2 separate regions of the Mus musculus genome follow, and region 1 is linked to region 2. A link is a contact called in public Hi-C data. All regions are on one chromosome and are shown on one strand. Each heading gives the region's core, a stretch centred on a gene start, on an enhancer-like site or on the middle of the called end of the contact. The rest is flanking DNA. Distances are from core to core; before and after follow the strand shown.

What was found. Hi-C and Micro-C count contacts between places; a contact is called where the count stands out from the background.
Region 1: a contact with region 2 is called in a Hi-C map of the G1E-ER4 cell line, with 2.6 times the contacts expected there. The contact joins two enhancer-like sites. A contact is called at or near these places in 3 of 484 Hi-C or Micro-C datasets (all in the G1E-ER4 cell line) and 3 of 9 other capture datasets (adipose tissue, liver and pancreatic islet).

The regions. Positions count from the first base shown.
Region 1 is chr3:135,629,290-135,636,176 of GRCm38.p6, forward strand. The region is part of intron 6 of Nfkb1 (nuclear factor of kappa light polypeptide gene enhancer in B cells 1, p105); the gene reads right to left. Among named protein-coding and RNA genes, the nearest start is that of Gm46827, 24 kb to the left of the region's middle. Within about 2 kb of position 2,877, at least 20 of the 459 cell types and tissues checked have an H3K27ac peak or open chromatin away from gene starts, as enhancers often do. A contact at or near this core is called in the G1E-ER4 cell line, where this site is marked.
Region 2 is chr3:135,398,145-135,405,117 of GRCm38.p6, forward strand. No RefSeq gene overlaps it. Among named protein-coding and RNA genes, the nearest start is that of Cisd2, 22 kb to the right of the region's middle. Within about 2 kb of position 4,222, at least 94 of the 459 cell types and tissues checked have an H3K27ac peak or open chromatin away from gene starts, as enhancers often do. A contact at or near this core is called in the G1E-ER4 cell line, where this site is marked.

The DNA.
Region 1 (6,887 bases), core at 1,627-4,126, 230 kb after region 2:
GGAAGGGAATGGAAGTATTACGTCTCTTGAAGATAAAGTTTATAGAGGGCAACTGTCTACTAGGAAGGTCTTTCTGAGAGTAGAATCTGAACAGAGACTCTTAATTGTAAGCACTCAAGCACAGGTAAGAAGCCAAAGGAGCCATCCTGCATAGTCAGCTGCTCGGAATGGGAAGAGTGTGGACTTCAGAGACAGGCTAGGCTGGCTGGGGGAGAGAGGCAGTTCCAGTCTGTGTGACCTTGCTTGGTCTCTTCACCTGTTCAGTAATGTTCAAGGGGCTGTTAATGAGGAATATATACATTCAAGTACACAAACACTTCACAACAGTACTCAGCAGAGGAGAGGACAACCCTCAGGGGCTATCTCAGACTGTCAGATGCTCCCTCACTTAGAGGATGTCTAATAGGTCCATTTGAAGCAAGTGGCTGGAAGATACTTGGCCCACATCAATTCCAAGGGGAAGGTTTTTCTTTTTTCCTACATTGCAGTGTTTTGTTAGTTTTCTACAAATACATTTATTTTCTTTCTTTTGCTATGTTTTATTTTTCTACAAAATACTATGTTATTCTAGTGTCAGCTGCCCTTCTTGGGGACAATCAGACTTCCTTGGCCTTCCCTGATGAAGGAAAACTCTTCTAGAATTCTGGGTCCATGGGTCAGAGCTCCTTTTAGAATAAGAACTACAAGTCATGGGCTCAGGTATAGCCCTCTTAGTCAGCCACGTACTTTTTTTTTTTTTTTTTTTTTTTAACCTCAGATAGCCCTGACCTACTGTGGAAAAGCATTTGCTGTTTCTTCAAAGGGGTAACAAGAGATGAGTGGCCTAGAACTTCCTCAGCATCACAGTTTCAAAAGCCAGGCTGCTCTCTGGGTGAATTCGGCTAACGTACTCTGACAGAAAGCAGAAGCAGCATAAATGTAAGACATCATACCTAAAATCATTCTTTTCTGCTGATTTTTCTTTCGAACATCCTCAGGGTTCTAACAGGGCCTGGCTCTGCTTGTGAACCCAACCTTGCTCTTTACCACAGCAGGTCATGGTTAGGTTAAGATCTCTCAAAGCCAGGCTCAAATCCCCCAGCTGTCGTGGAGTGACGTGTGTCAGCTTCTCCACCTTCAAAAATCAAATTAATGACGAAGTATCACCGGACTGTTTTAAGATTAAAGGAGTTAAGACAACACTTGGTTCCTGATGATATCAACAATCTCAGAAAATTGTTTCTTATCTAGCCCATTATTTCACTGAGTACTAAAGTTTACCAGTTTAGTTTGTTACGCCCCTTTCTAAGAGCCCCACACTGTAGAAGGTCAGAGAGTGGGGGCTACACCTCGTTCAGAACAAGCCCAATTTCTTTCTCTCACGGAATTAAACAGTGGGACTGACGCTAACTGGATAACTTCAACAATACAGGTAAAACCTAACTGGAGAACTCATCAAACAGAATGTCTAATAACAGTGTCTGGCACGGTTGGGAAGTGAGAGAAAGCTTCCGTGTGTTTAACTCATGCGGACTGAGATTTGAAGGCAGAGTTGAGCTGAGTAAGCAAGGAGCAAGTGGAGGATGAGGCAGCTTGGCAGGCGTTCTCTGCGGGCGGGTAGAGCGCATGCTCGAAAGGCATTCTCAGCAGGTCGAGCGCAGTCATGCTCGCAGGGTGCTCAGTGCTCTCGAGCCCTCATCCTGCTCATTAACAGCGCACAGGAGGAGTTCCTTCAAGCAGCTGCACCAATAGCCCGTGTCTCTTGTGTTTCCCACCTTCCTCACAATGTCAGCCCATCATGGCTCCACGACTGTGCCCTTTTCGAGAATGACTGGAGGACATAGGGTAGGAAAGTGATATGTGACTGGCTAGTAAGCGTTAAATAACGCCTTACTTCGCATGCTTGTTCATTTCCCAGAGCACGTGCTCATCTAAGTCTATGTGCATATTCTGTCTCTACAGCCGAGGAGGGAGAAATCCCCACAATAGCCATGTGGGGTCAGTAGTGGCACCCCATATCACCGGGGAAAGAACCAGCCCTTTGCAAGCTCAAGTAACATGCACCACCTGGTTCCAATGGTTTGGGGTAAGGTGGTGGTGCCCTGAACTCGGGGTCTGCCACTGCCTCCCCAAAGTCTATTCACATTTCCACGGCACCATGTCAACACTCGGCTCGGTTATTTTTCTCTCTCTAACTGGCTTTAATGCGCCATGGCTGTAATCACCGATCTGAGCACAGGTACAGCTACAGAGACTCCTGCTTGTTTGTTGGCACTGGTGAGGCATATTGTGAGAAAGGCCTCATGCTAGGTGTGAAAAGGAGGAGCAAGAGTCCCCTTGTCATCCTGAAAGTCTTTTCCATTTAAAGAAAAAAAAAAGGCTACTTGCTTACTCTTCTTGAGTCAAGTCAAATTATAAAGAAGGAGGGAGGGAGGGAGGGAGGGAGGGAGAGAGACGAAATAGTATATTGGTTTAATAATGTATGTCCTCTCAAGGATGACAGGGAGTCAGTTTACTGTTCTTTATTATTTATTTGTGCAACCAGGAAGCACAGATCAAGCCTGCTAAACGGGATTATAGCTAATGGCATAGGAAGGACTCATGACACTGGTCTCGTCTTGCTAAGACAGGGATGCTGAGTTGATCTAATCCAGGATCAAACCCCAGCCCTGCCATCTTACACGAACCAATGACCTCTGATCCTCGTGCTTCATGGCTAATTTGCTGGCAGCTCACTGGGACTCCTGCATGCTGTCTGGCACTACGGAGCCTTTTGTCCTTCCCTCTTATCTATGGAGAACATCTGGGCTTTCTGATGACCCTGAGATAGGCAGGGTTGGCACTAGTAGTACCCTAACTTGCAGATAAGAAGGCAAGTTTAGACAGCCTGAGCAAGTGATGTAAGCTTTGGAGAGACAGCCAAGATGCAGAACACTGTGGAGTTCACTCTTAGCCCTCTGAATATTGGTGTGGGAATGCAAAGCAGGGACAGGATACATGAAAACCTCTTTGATTCACCACTATTGCTGGCACACTTGGACCTTCACCAGGGTTCATGGATTTGCACTGTTCCTGACACTCCCTACTAGTGTGATCAACATCTCAAGAGTCAGGCTGCAACTACAATGGCAAACCACCACTCAGATAGGAGGGTTTCATATAGAGCAGGCAAGTAAAACCTCTATCTGCCTACACCCCTGCCCTGAAAGAGGGTAACACCTCTAACTGCCCACACCTCTGCTCTGAAAGAAGGTAATACCTCTACCTGCAGACATCCTGCTCTGAAAGAGGGTAACACCTCACTCTTGCCTTGCTCTCTTGCCTCTCCCTCTTGCTCCCCTTCTCTCCCCATTCCCTTCTCCTCTCTCTCCACATGGTCATGGCCAGCAACTACTTCTCTACTCTCTCCCTCTCTCTGCCTTTCTCTGACTCCACTACCCTCTTAACTCCCCTCCCCAGGCCCTGAATAAACTCTAGTCTATACACACACACACACACACACACACACACACACACACACACAAAGAGAAGAGAGAAGAGAAAAGAGAAGAGAAGAGAAGAGAAGAGAAGAGAAGAGAAGAGAAGAGAAGAGAAGAGAGAAACACCTCTACCTGCATGTACCCCTGTTCTGAAAGTTTCACCTCATCAGCCTTGATGCAGGGCTTCCTTGTTTTCTTTTTGGTTTCCTTTTAATTTTCAAACTTATCACATGCATCATAAATATCTAGAGGTCAAGCGCCCCTCAGTACCTCAGGTACAATTGGGTCTCAATGCTTTGGTGACATGTGACAAATCCTCACCTTTGTGTGGGGGCTTAATACTCCATGATTCCATAAGAGCATAGGAATGTGGCTTGTCATTTATAGGATGGTGTTAGAAATATTCCCTCTGCCAGCCCTTTGCCAGGCAGGTACACGTCTAGGTAGAAGGTGAAGTGTGAAGGGGTGCTCCCTGGGCTGGGTCCTCTTTATTACCTTTCTCTTTTCACTGTTCTATTTGCCTTTTCAGTTCTTCTTTTGAAAAAAATTAGAAAATAAATAAAATCAAGCCAGATCTTCAAACGAAGCCCCAAATAACCACTTCTCAGGCTACTCCCTGGCTCCCTGCCTGCCTCCTCAGAACCTGTTCTGAGTGAGTTTTGTTCAAGTCAGGACATGCTAAGTCATCATTCCTCAGTTCAAAATTCCAAAAATGAAAACACTTGGAACTGGGTGATTAGCACAGGGGCTCAACACACAGTTGTGTGAATACATGACAATTTCCCATGTTAATTGAGTGATTAGCACAAGGGCCTCAACACACAGATCTGGGAATACATGGTTACAATTTCCCATGTTAAAGAACAGAAGTAAATAAAACATTTTAATGTCTCTATTCTTAAAAAGCCTCGACAGCGGCTGAGGGAGCCTCGGGGGTTTTGGGGGAGTGGGGTCCTGATTCAACCTTGATTCTTGTATTTCCAATGCATCTATAGTAGACCCTGCTGTTCCAGAACTTGCCAAGAGGGCTCCCACCAGAGAGCTTTTGGACTTGCGTGCTTAGCTGGGACATTGTTCCAGGATGTCTGCTGTCTTCTGTCCAGCTCCAGTCTGTGCACAGCTCTCTTCTCAGACAAGTGTTTTTCGAATCTTCCTCCACCTAAGCTCCGACCACCCCATCTTCTGCTCTCTGCCCTGCTTCATCTTTTCTCTGTATGTTAATAACTGTTAAGTATGTAACATGTCCCCTGTATCAATAATGTCCTATCTTCTATGTGAGAATGGAAGGACTATAAGAACAGAAGCGTTCCTTTCACCCGTCCTTCCTATTCCTTGTGCTCACAGTACTTCCTGTAACTTTACCTTGTTAACGTGGGCGTGACTAACAATTGAGATAGCACTAAATGTTCTTTATCGAAGGCAAACTACTAAAGTGTAAACAGTTATATTAGGTAGGAAGAAATTAAAGTGATATATGCTTTTTCTTTTGCCTTTAAAGATACCTGGATCCCAACACAGCCTCTCAACAAGCTATTTGAGTTACAGCTTGTTTATTAAATACCAGAGAACAACCTAAGCTTAACTGTGTGTCTAGGACCCTGGTCTTGTCTCTAGACCAGAATTGGTACCGAAACCTCCAAAGAAATCACAGCAGCTGTGGAAATAGACTCTTCAGTCATCACCACCAGAAAGTCAAGTCAAGCCAACAGCTGTCCCCATGAAGTCAGAACCCTCCTTTGCCTTCCCTCCTGTTTCCAGTTGGCTGCTGACCTGAGGCCTCTTGTCTCCTGCATCTGCCTCACATTGTCTTCTGTCCATTTATCTTAACTTCTGTCAGACTTACAGGGTCTACAGTTTTGTTCCACCCCAATTTCTCAGCCTCACAATTTCTCACGAGAGCAGCAGTTTTCAACCCGTGGTAGAGACTCTTTGGGGGGCTGAACCACCCTTTTACAGGGGTTACCCAAGATCATCCTGCTATCAGATATTTACATTATGATTCATAACAGTAGCAGAATTACAGCAATGAAGTAGCAACAAAGATAAGTTTATAGTTGGGGGTCACCACAACATGAGGAACTGTATTAAAGAGTCACAGCATTAGGTAGGTTGAGAACCAATATATTAGAGCATCCTTCTCTGATGGACAGATGGACCTCCCTCAAAGTTCTCATCCTGCTATGATATAGGGCTGAACTTCCAAGACCTGAAACTAGTGAGTCCTCTCACCATAAGAACACAGGCGTTGGAGTCAGACAGAATAGCTCTGAATCCTAGACCCTCCATAACAAGCTGATATCAGGCTCTGGGAAAGTTGTTTAACTTTCAATGTCATAGTCTCTGAGTTTTCACAAGGATTAAGAAGAGATAATTTAAATTGCTTAGAACAGTTCTTGATGCAAAATAATTCTCCTTTATCTCTTCTTGCCCTCACAGACATCTGCTGCTGGGATTTCCTGAGATCTAACGAGAAGCCTCCACAATGGTCCTCCACAAATGTCTCTCCTTTCTGTTACTGAAGCTCAGGACCTGTTCTTGTCACTAATTCAGAGAACTGTGTCTCTTCCCTTTTCCAGGAAAAGCCATCTTGTTTTACCCACAATATTTATTCTAGATCCCCTAATTACTCTCCACCCCTACAAAGCATCTAAATGACCCTTCCCCTTAGCTATCCACATAGTTCCTTTGCTTTCTTATTCTAAAAATAGCAGCCCTTTCTTGATGATGGTAAAGGCTATCATTTATTCAAACACATGGCGGCAGGTGCCACTCCAAGAAAACAGGGCTGGCTTGGGGTGGGGGGTTGTTTGTTTCATTTGACGTTTTTTTTTTTTTTTTCTTCTTCTAAGTCTGTGAGAAAGGTTCTTAAAAGAGTCTACCCACTCTTGCTTGAATTCCTTTCTCTACACCCAAGCGTTCAAGAACAACTCTAGTCACCAGGGAGAAACAGCTTCTCACATCGAAGTCTTCTGAAAGTTAAGTACTTCTACTAGTCTTCAAATAAAGGTTGCTTAACGGTTCTGACTGCCTTAAGTTTCCAAACCCATGAGTCACTTATGGTTTGACCTATGACAATCCCTGAAACGTGGTCCCTCTGACCTCCCTTCTCCCCCATCACCAGCTGCTTGGCTACATTCCCCTTCTCAAAGAGCTCACAAGCGCCGGTCCACGACTCTTAGTCTCTTTCTGGAAGTCATCACATTATCTGATATCCATCCACAAGATGGAGTTGTGTCATCTACTCCATATGATACTAACTTAGAGTCTACAGGCTGGACAGATGCTTGTTGGTTAAGAGCCTGCTGCTCTTGCAGTGGATCTGAATTTGGTTGTTCATGGCCGCGTTGTTTGGAGAGGCTCACAACCGCCTGCAGCCCCAGCACCACTGTGACCTGATACCTCTGGCTCTCCTTAGGCTCCTGTCCTCAA
Region 2 (6,973 bases), core at 2,972-5,471:
AGAAAAAATTCCCTTGAATTCCCATCACTTTAGTTAAAAAATTAGTCAGAGGCTGGGCATGGTGGCACATGCCTTTATTCCCAGCACCATAGAGACAGAGGCAAGCTCTGTTTGTCGAGTTCAAGACCAACTTGGTCTACACAAGCCAGTCAGGGCTGCATAGAAAGATCTACAAACAAATAAATTAGGGGAAAAAAAGAAAACTTGCTCTCTTTCTTCTCTTGTCCACCTTAGCTCCATGGATGGAAAACACTAGGCAGTTTTATATTTTAAAACTTGCCAGATAACACAATTGCTGGGTGTAGAACCTATTGCCCTAAACTTATCTGCTATCCTATATCAGCAATCTGCCAGTGTCGGAGGCCACCACCTGCTCTGGTTGCCCTAAGGCCTTATGTGGTTGTTGTGTCCCTTCTCCTCCTCTAGCGACTTGGAAATCCCACCTTTTTCCTTTTGCCCAGCAATCTGCTTCTGCCTCCTTTATTGACACAATCAATAACCAATTAGGGAATCAACACCTCCCTCTACATCATACACATAAAAATAAATAAAATGTTCAAAAAATTTTGTGAAGCCAGGATGATGATAGATTTCTATCCCAGCAGTCAGGAGGCTAAGGCAGGATCACACATAAAGAAAGGGCCAGCCTGGGCTACACAGTTCAAGGACAGATTGGGCTACATAGTACATCTCTGCCTTAAAATAACATCAACAATAGGAGATCCCTTTTTTAAAATGTCGGCAGCCAGGACTTTAAGCTTGCCTTTTAGAAGTGCTTTTGGGAGGTGGGAGAAAAAGGTCAGTTGGTAAGATGCTTGACTAGTGGAGTGCAGTGTTCAACCCCAGTGGGAAATCGTCAAACATGCTTCTAGCCCCAACACTCAGGAAGTAGAGGCAGGAGGATTCACAGTTCAGGCTCTGCTATGTCAGGAATTCAAGACCAGCCAGAGCTAGGATTCTACCACAAACTAGAATTTACTTTTAAAAGTGCTTCTACTGGGGCTAGAGAGATGTCTCAGCAATTAAGCGCACTTGTTGCTCCTGCAGATTGACCCACCAGGTCCAGTTTCCACCATCCATACCATGGTTCACACCTATATGTAATTCCAGCTCCAGTGGGTCCAGTGCCCTCTGGCCATACATACTGAATACTTATGATGCACATACAGGCACATACACATGCAGGCATACACACACCTATATATTTTAAAAGAGCTTCTATGAGCACTAGGGTTATGACTGGTGGTAGAGCGCACCTCTAGCATGCATGAATACATAAATTTGATTCCTGGCACTTCATAAAACCTGTCATGGTGGCCCATGCCTATAATTCCCAACACTTAGGAAATGGAGCCAGAAGAGTCCAAAGTTCTAGGTCTCTCTTGGATGCATAATGAGTGTGAGGCAGTCCCAGGCTAGATGAGACTCTGTTTCCAAAAAACAGTAGGGGGAACTTGCAGTGCAAGTGTGAAGACCTCAGTTAAAAAGCCAGATGATGGGCTCTTTGTAAACCCAGTGCTGAGGAGACACAGGCGGATCCCTGAGGCTCAGGCCAGCTAGGCTTGCTTATTTTATGACCTACAGGCTAGTCAGAGAGACTATAAAAACAAAAACAACAAAAAAACAAGGTTGACAGCTCTGGCCTGCACAAAGACAAAAGTATAGATGTGTTCTCTTGTTCTCTCTCAATCATGTATGATCACGAGCTGTTCCTTTGGCATCTTGTTCTACACACACACACACACACACACACACACTCGTGTGCATGTATGAACATGTTCTCTCATATACTCTAACCATTAAACAAAACTTGCATGTGATCTAGCATTTCTACTTCTGGTTCTATACCCAGAATATATGCAAATAAGGTTCTTGAGACAGTTGTGTGAACTGAATTCATAATGGTGTTATCACAATAGCACAAAGGCCAGTGCCAACCAACAGGCATACCGGTAAATAAAGTGGGCTCTGCAGAGACTTGGGAACACTTACCATTAATTAATAAAGCTTGACATGTTGACACATGCTATGATGTTCATGGCCCTTGAGGGCATTATGCTCTGTGAGCTCAGGGACAACAGAATGATGTTTGCCAGGTTGGGGGTGGGGAGGAGTGGGCGTTGCTCTTTAGAGGGTATGGGGGCTTCTGGGAGAGCTTCTGGTATCTGCTTCAAACTGGTATCTGCCTATAAGTAATATCTCTTGAAACACAGAGGTGGAGCGGGGTTGGTGGAGGGCTCAGTGGTTAAGAGGACTGGCTGCTCTTCAAGAGCATCAGAACAGGATTCCAGGGGCCTCTGTGGACCCGAGGCAGGGACATGGTGCACAGACTACATGTAGAAAAAACACAAGTACATCTAAACTATGTTAAAATAGCCTAGGGCTGGCCAGATTTCCCACAAGCTAAAGGAGCTTACCACTAAGGCATAGCAAGTTCAATCTTTAGATTCCACACAGTGGCTGGAGAAAGCTGACTCCAGCAAGGTTTTCCATAATTCCCATGATGCTCTATGATACACATGCCTTCCCACACCCCAGATACACACACATAAAATAAACAATTAAACTATAATAACACTAGCCTTAACATTCCTTAAGGGCTTACTTCTGCCTTCTTACTGAATGCTTTTACCAACCAGGTTCCTTGGCACAATGCGGGATTTCAGTTACAACATCCTTGTCATGTGTAGCTCAGGCTGTCCTGGAACTCACTCTGTAGACCAGGCTATCCTTGAACTCAGAGATCTACCTGCCTCTGCCTCCCTAGAGCTGGCATTAAAGGTGTCACCACCATGCCTGGCACCATGCCTGTTTTCTTAAGAATGAAGACATACTAGGCTTTCGGGAAGGGTGAAGATGCTCGTGTCTGAGCCCTATGACCGAATCTGACTCCACGAGTCTGAGTGGAAGGTGGGAACTGACTCCCACAATTGCTCTCTGACTCCACACGTGCACCAGGGCACCACCTCCCACTGAAAATGGAAGAAATGAAAGCATACGTCCAATTGGTCAAACTGATGCTGCAGTCTGACGCTTTCTTTAATGTCAATGGATTTCTGACTGAGAGAACTGAAAAATCCAGACCAACTGAGTCACAAAGAAAAACCCTTTATGTGCGCAGCAAGAGACAATTTTGTGTCACTTCCTCTAATGTTGATAGGAGTTCCATGTACAGTTTGAGCAAGAATAACAATACAGCAGGACAGCAAGTGAGGAGAGAGGAGACTGTTGTTCAGTGGTCCTCAACTTCAGCTGAACTAGGAGTGTACTGGCAGCTGGCCACCTAATGCGAGCACAGTTAAACTGCTATAGTGCGCACTTACGATGGGGAACGATGATGAATTATGTACGTAGTTTGCCATGATTTAAAAACCAAATAACTTTGTTAAGACACAGACTCACTATGTACGTCTGTCTGGCCTGGTATCTTATTGGAAGCCACCAGGGTGGCTGTAAACTCACAGAGATCTACCTGCCTCTGCTTCCCGAAGTACTGAGATGAAAGGTGTGAGCCACCACACCCGGTACAAATAATAACTTTTTCAGAGAGCTTCTGTGGGGTCAGCAAGAGGAGCCCAGGCGGTGAAGGGGGCTGCAGTCAGGACTGGCAACCTGAGCTTGATCCCTGGGACCCTTGATAGAAAGAGAAAACCAGCTCTTGGCATGAGTACCACGGGGTGAGCACATGCCCCGAAGGGGACATCTACATATGTGTTTGCGTGCTTGCTCTTGTGTGCATGAATGAGTGTGTGCGCACACGCTCACCAAATAAATAAATGTTAAAAAAAAAAAAGACATTAGATTGGGCCTGCATAGATAATTTCCTGGAGTATGGCCCATCAAATCACGTGGTATATTCACAGGTGGGATAGATTCACAGGTTCTAGGAACTGGGGTGAGGAAATCTCGGTGGGACAGTACTTTAGAAATTCTACTGTATCCGATGTCCACATTTCAACTGCTGTAGATTCCTTTAGAAGACATTTTTATCTGTCATGTTCTCTTTCCATAACTCTTTCCACGACAAAAATGCTTCACCAAGGCAAAGTTTCTGCTTAATGAGTAGACACATCTGTCATCACTCCACAGAGAGAGAGAGCTAGGCACTTAACCATTTTAACTTGCTGTCACGTGGACATTACTGTCCTTACAGGACTTGCCACATTGAAACCTATGATCCGCTTTATCGCTCGTAGTTTCAACATCCAGCATTAGCAGTGGCTTGATAAGATGTGGCCAGGAAAAATGCACGCTGCTCAGGTTTCTGGCACTGAATTTTTATGGTGCTGCGCGAGTGAAGAACATACGGCCACAAGGTGGCAGTAGCGCACACACCATTTCTATGGGCGAGCCCTGATAGGTTCTCATCTGGTGAAAGGAAGTGGCCAACCACAGGCCCCACCACCAGCTGAAGTAGGGAAGGTAAATCCTCAAGGTTGGGGTGGGGGAAGACCACAGAAAGGGCACATCTGGCTTAGTGATGTCACCCAGCATCCTGACATCTTTGGGTCAGAGAACACTGCTCTTAACTCCAATCAGCCATCCTACGTGGCCATTATTTTAGGATTTTTACCCCTGGTGTCCTCTCTCTCCTTTTTCCACTTCCTCCTCTTCTGCCTCCTCAGGGTCTCCTCCAACTCCAAGCCTGGAAAACCCAAACCACTCACATGTCTCTTCTGCCCAGCCATTGGCTGTTGGCGTCTTTATTTAACCAATACTTTTAATCAGGAAGCAAGGTCACATTGTCCATGCAGATCCTCTCCTTCCAGGGAGCAGCCAGGCTATGGGGCCGGTACTTATCATTACAAAAACATATCAGAAGAGCAGACCTCAGCAGGTGCTTGCTGCCAAGTCTGAGAACCTGAGTCCAATTCCCAGGACCCTCAAGGAGGAGAGAAGCAGCAGGCTCCGCAAGCTGTTTCACCCAGACTGTTTAAAGCATCATTTCTTAATGTGCAGTGCATCTGCGCATTTAACCCCCCGCCCCCACCCCGCCAAGGGAGAGCTGAAAGACCCTGTTACTGCCTCTCTGAGCAATGTCCTTAGCAGTGTGTACCTGCTTGTAATTCTACTGTATTTAAAGACTGCTTCATGACTTCTGCAAAAGAAAGATTTGTTGAGTAAAATGAAAAATAGGGCTTCCAGTCAAAATCCACTATGAACAAAAGCCTGGGGGCAGATGCAGCAGTTAAACACAGAAAGCAGCTACAGGTGTCCTCCTTCATCCAGTCTGTGTGCACCAGAGACGTGGAGGCAGTCGCGGCACAGCTGCACATTTGGCTTTCAATTGCCCCTGTAGCGGGCAAATTCTCTAACACAATCTATGCGATTCAAACACCACCTGTCGTATTTTAGAAAATTATGCAGTAAGTTAGCAATTAAGTTTGGAAATGTTCCAGCCCAATGGGGAAACTTCTTGCAGTGAAGCCCTCACATACCAAGAACATCTCGGGGCCGAGCGTGGTGGCGCGCGCCTTTAATCCCAGCACTTGGGAGGCAGGGGCAGGCGGATTTCTGAGTTCGAGGCCAGCCTGGTCTACAGAGTGAGTTCCAGGACAGCCAGGACTATACAGAGAAACCCTGTCTCGAAAAAACAAAAACAAAACAAAGAACACCCTGGGTACCTTTTCCACCTAGATATACCACGTTTAGCACTAAGCTTTCAAAAGTGGGTACTGTATCAGTGAATGTAACATCCTACCTTCTCAACTATCACACTACCTGATGCAAATTTCTCAAGCTGCTCGCCTTTCATTTTCAATTCTCACTTGTTTTTTTGGTTATTTCTCTGGTCAGCACTCACATTTTATTGTTCACCTGCCTCTGGATGAATTTTTTTAAAAGATTTATTTATTACATGTAAGTAGACTGTAGCTGTCTTCAGATGTACCAGAAGAGGGCGTCAGATCTCGTTACGGATGGTCGTGAGCCTCCATGTGGTTGCTGGGATTTAAACTCAGGACATTTGGAAGAGCAGTGCTCTTAACCACTGAGCCATCTCTCCAGCCACCACCCCCCCCCCTTTAAAATGTAATTTTTTTCAAGGTTTGTTTATTTACTTTTATATATGAGTACACTGTAGCTGTCCTCAGACACACCAGAATAGGGCACTGGATAGCATTACAGATGGTTGTGAGCCATCATGTGGTTGCTGTAGAAAGTTCTTAATACAAGTGTTATGTTTAGGAATAGAAAACAGATAACCAACTAATTGGATTTTGCTATGAAGGAAAACTAAGTAGACTGAAGATGGAAGGGGCTCGGGCACTGGCTTTGGATCGTGTGAGCAGTTCCCCATCCTTAGGCCTTTTCAGATTGGTGATGCAGGCCCTGATGAGTCTGAATGAGTAAAATCTCATTAGTTAAACTTGTTGGGCAGGTATCGAGTACAACAGTCACCTGGTTCGGTTTGGTTTTGGAGTGGAGCATTAAAATAGTTTAGGAATACAGTCTGCCATTTCTAATCAAAGACTATGAAACAAAAATGATACAGATCAGCAGCTAGCTTAATTGGCTTCCTATAAACTTATTAACAAATTAGGTTACAAAACACAAAAGCATTTCAGTGAGTGAATCACCAGGAGGCAGCAAACTCGCAGCTGAGTTGTGACGTGCTTTCCACAACACATCTTGCTTAATTATCCACACCAGTGAGTCATTAGCCCATCACCCTGCTAATGCTCCCAGGATACCTGGTATTTTGTAAGGCTGGTGCTTGTTTGCTGAGTAAGGAATGAGTAGTGCTCTACTTCAGCAGCTTAGGTGACCCCCGTAACAATCGTGAGGAAGCTAAGAAAGCTGTTTCTCTAAGGTTCTACAACACTCAAGTGGTTTATCAATTCATGTGTGTGTGGTTATTCAGTGCCTGTGTACAGCACACGATAGAACTCTGGGAATTTACAGAGGATGGCAATTCTTATGCTCCTGTGAAAGCTTACTAAAACCCCAGCCTGCGCCCAGACGTGGACGTCTG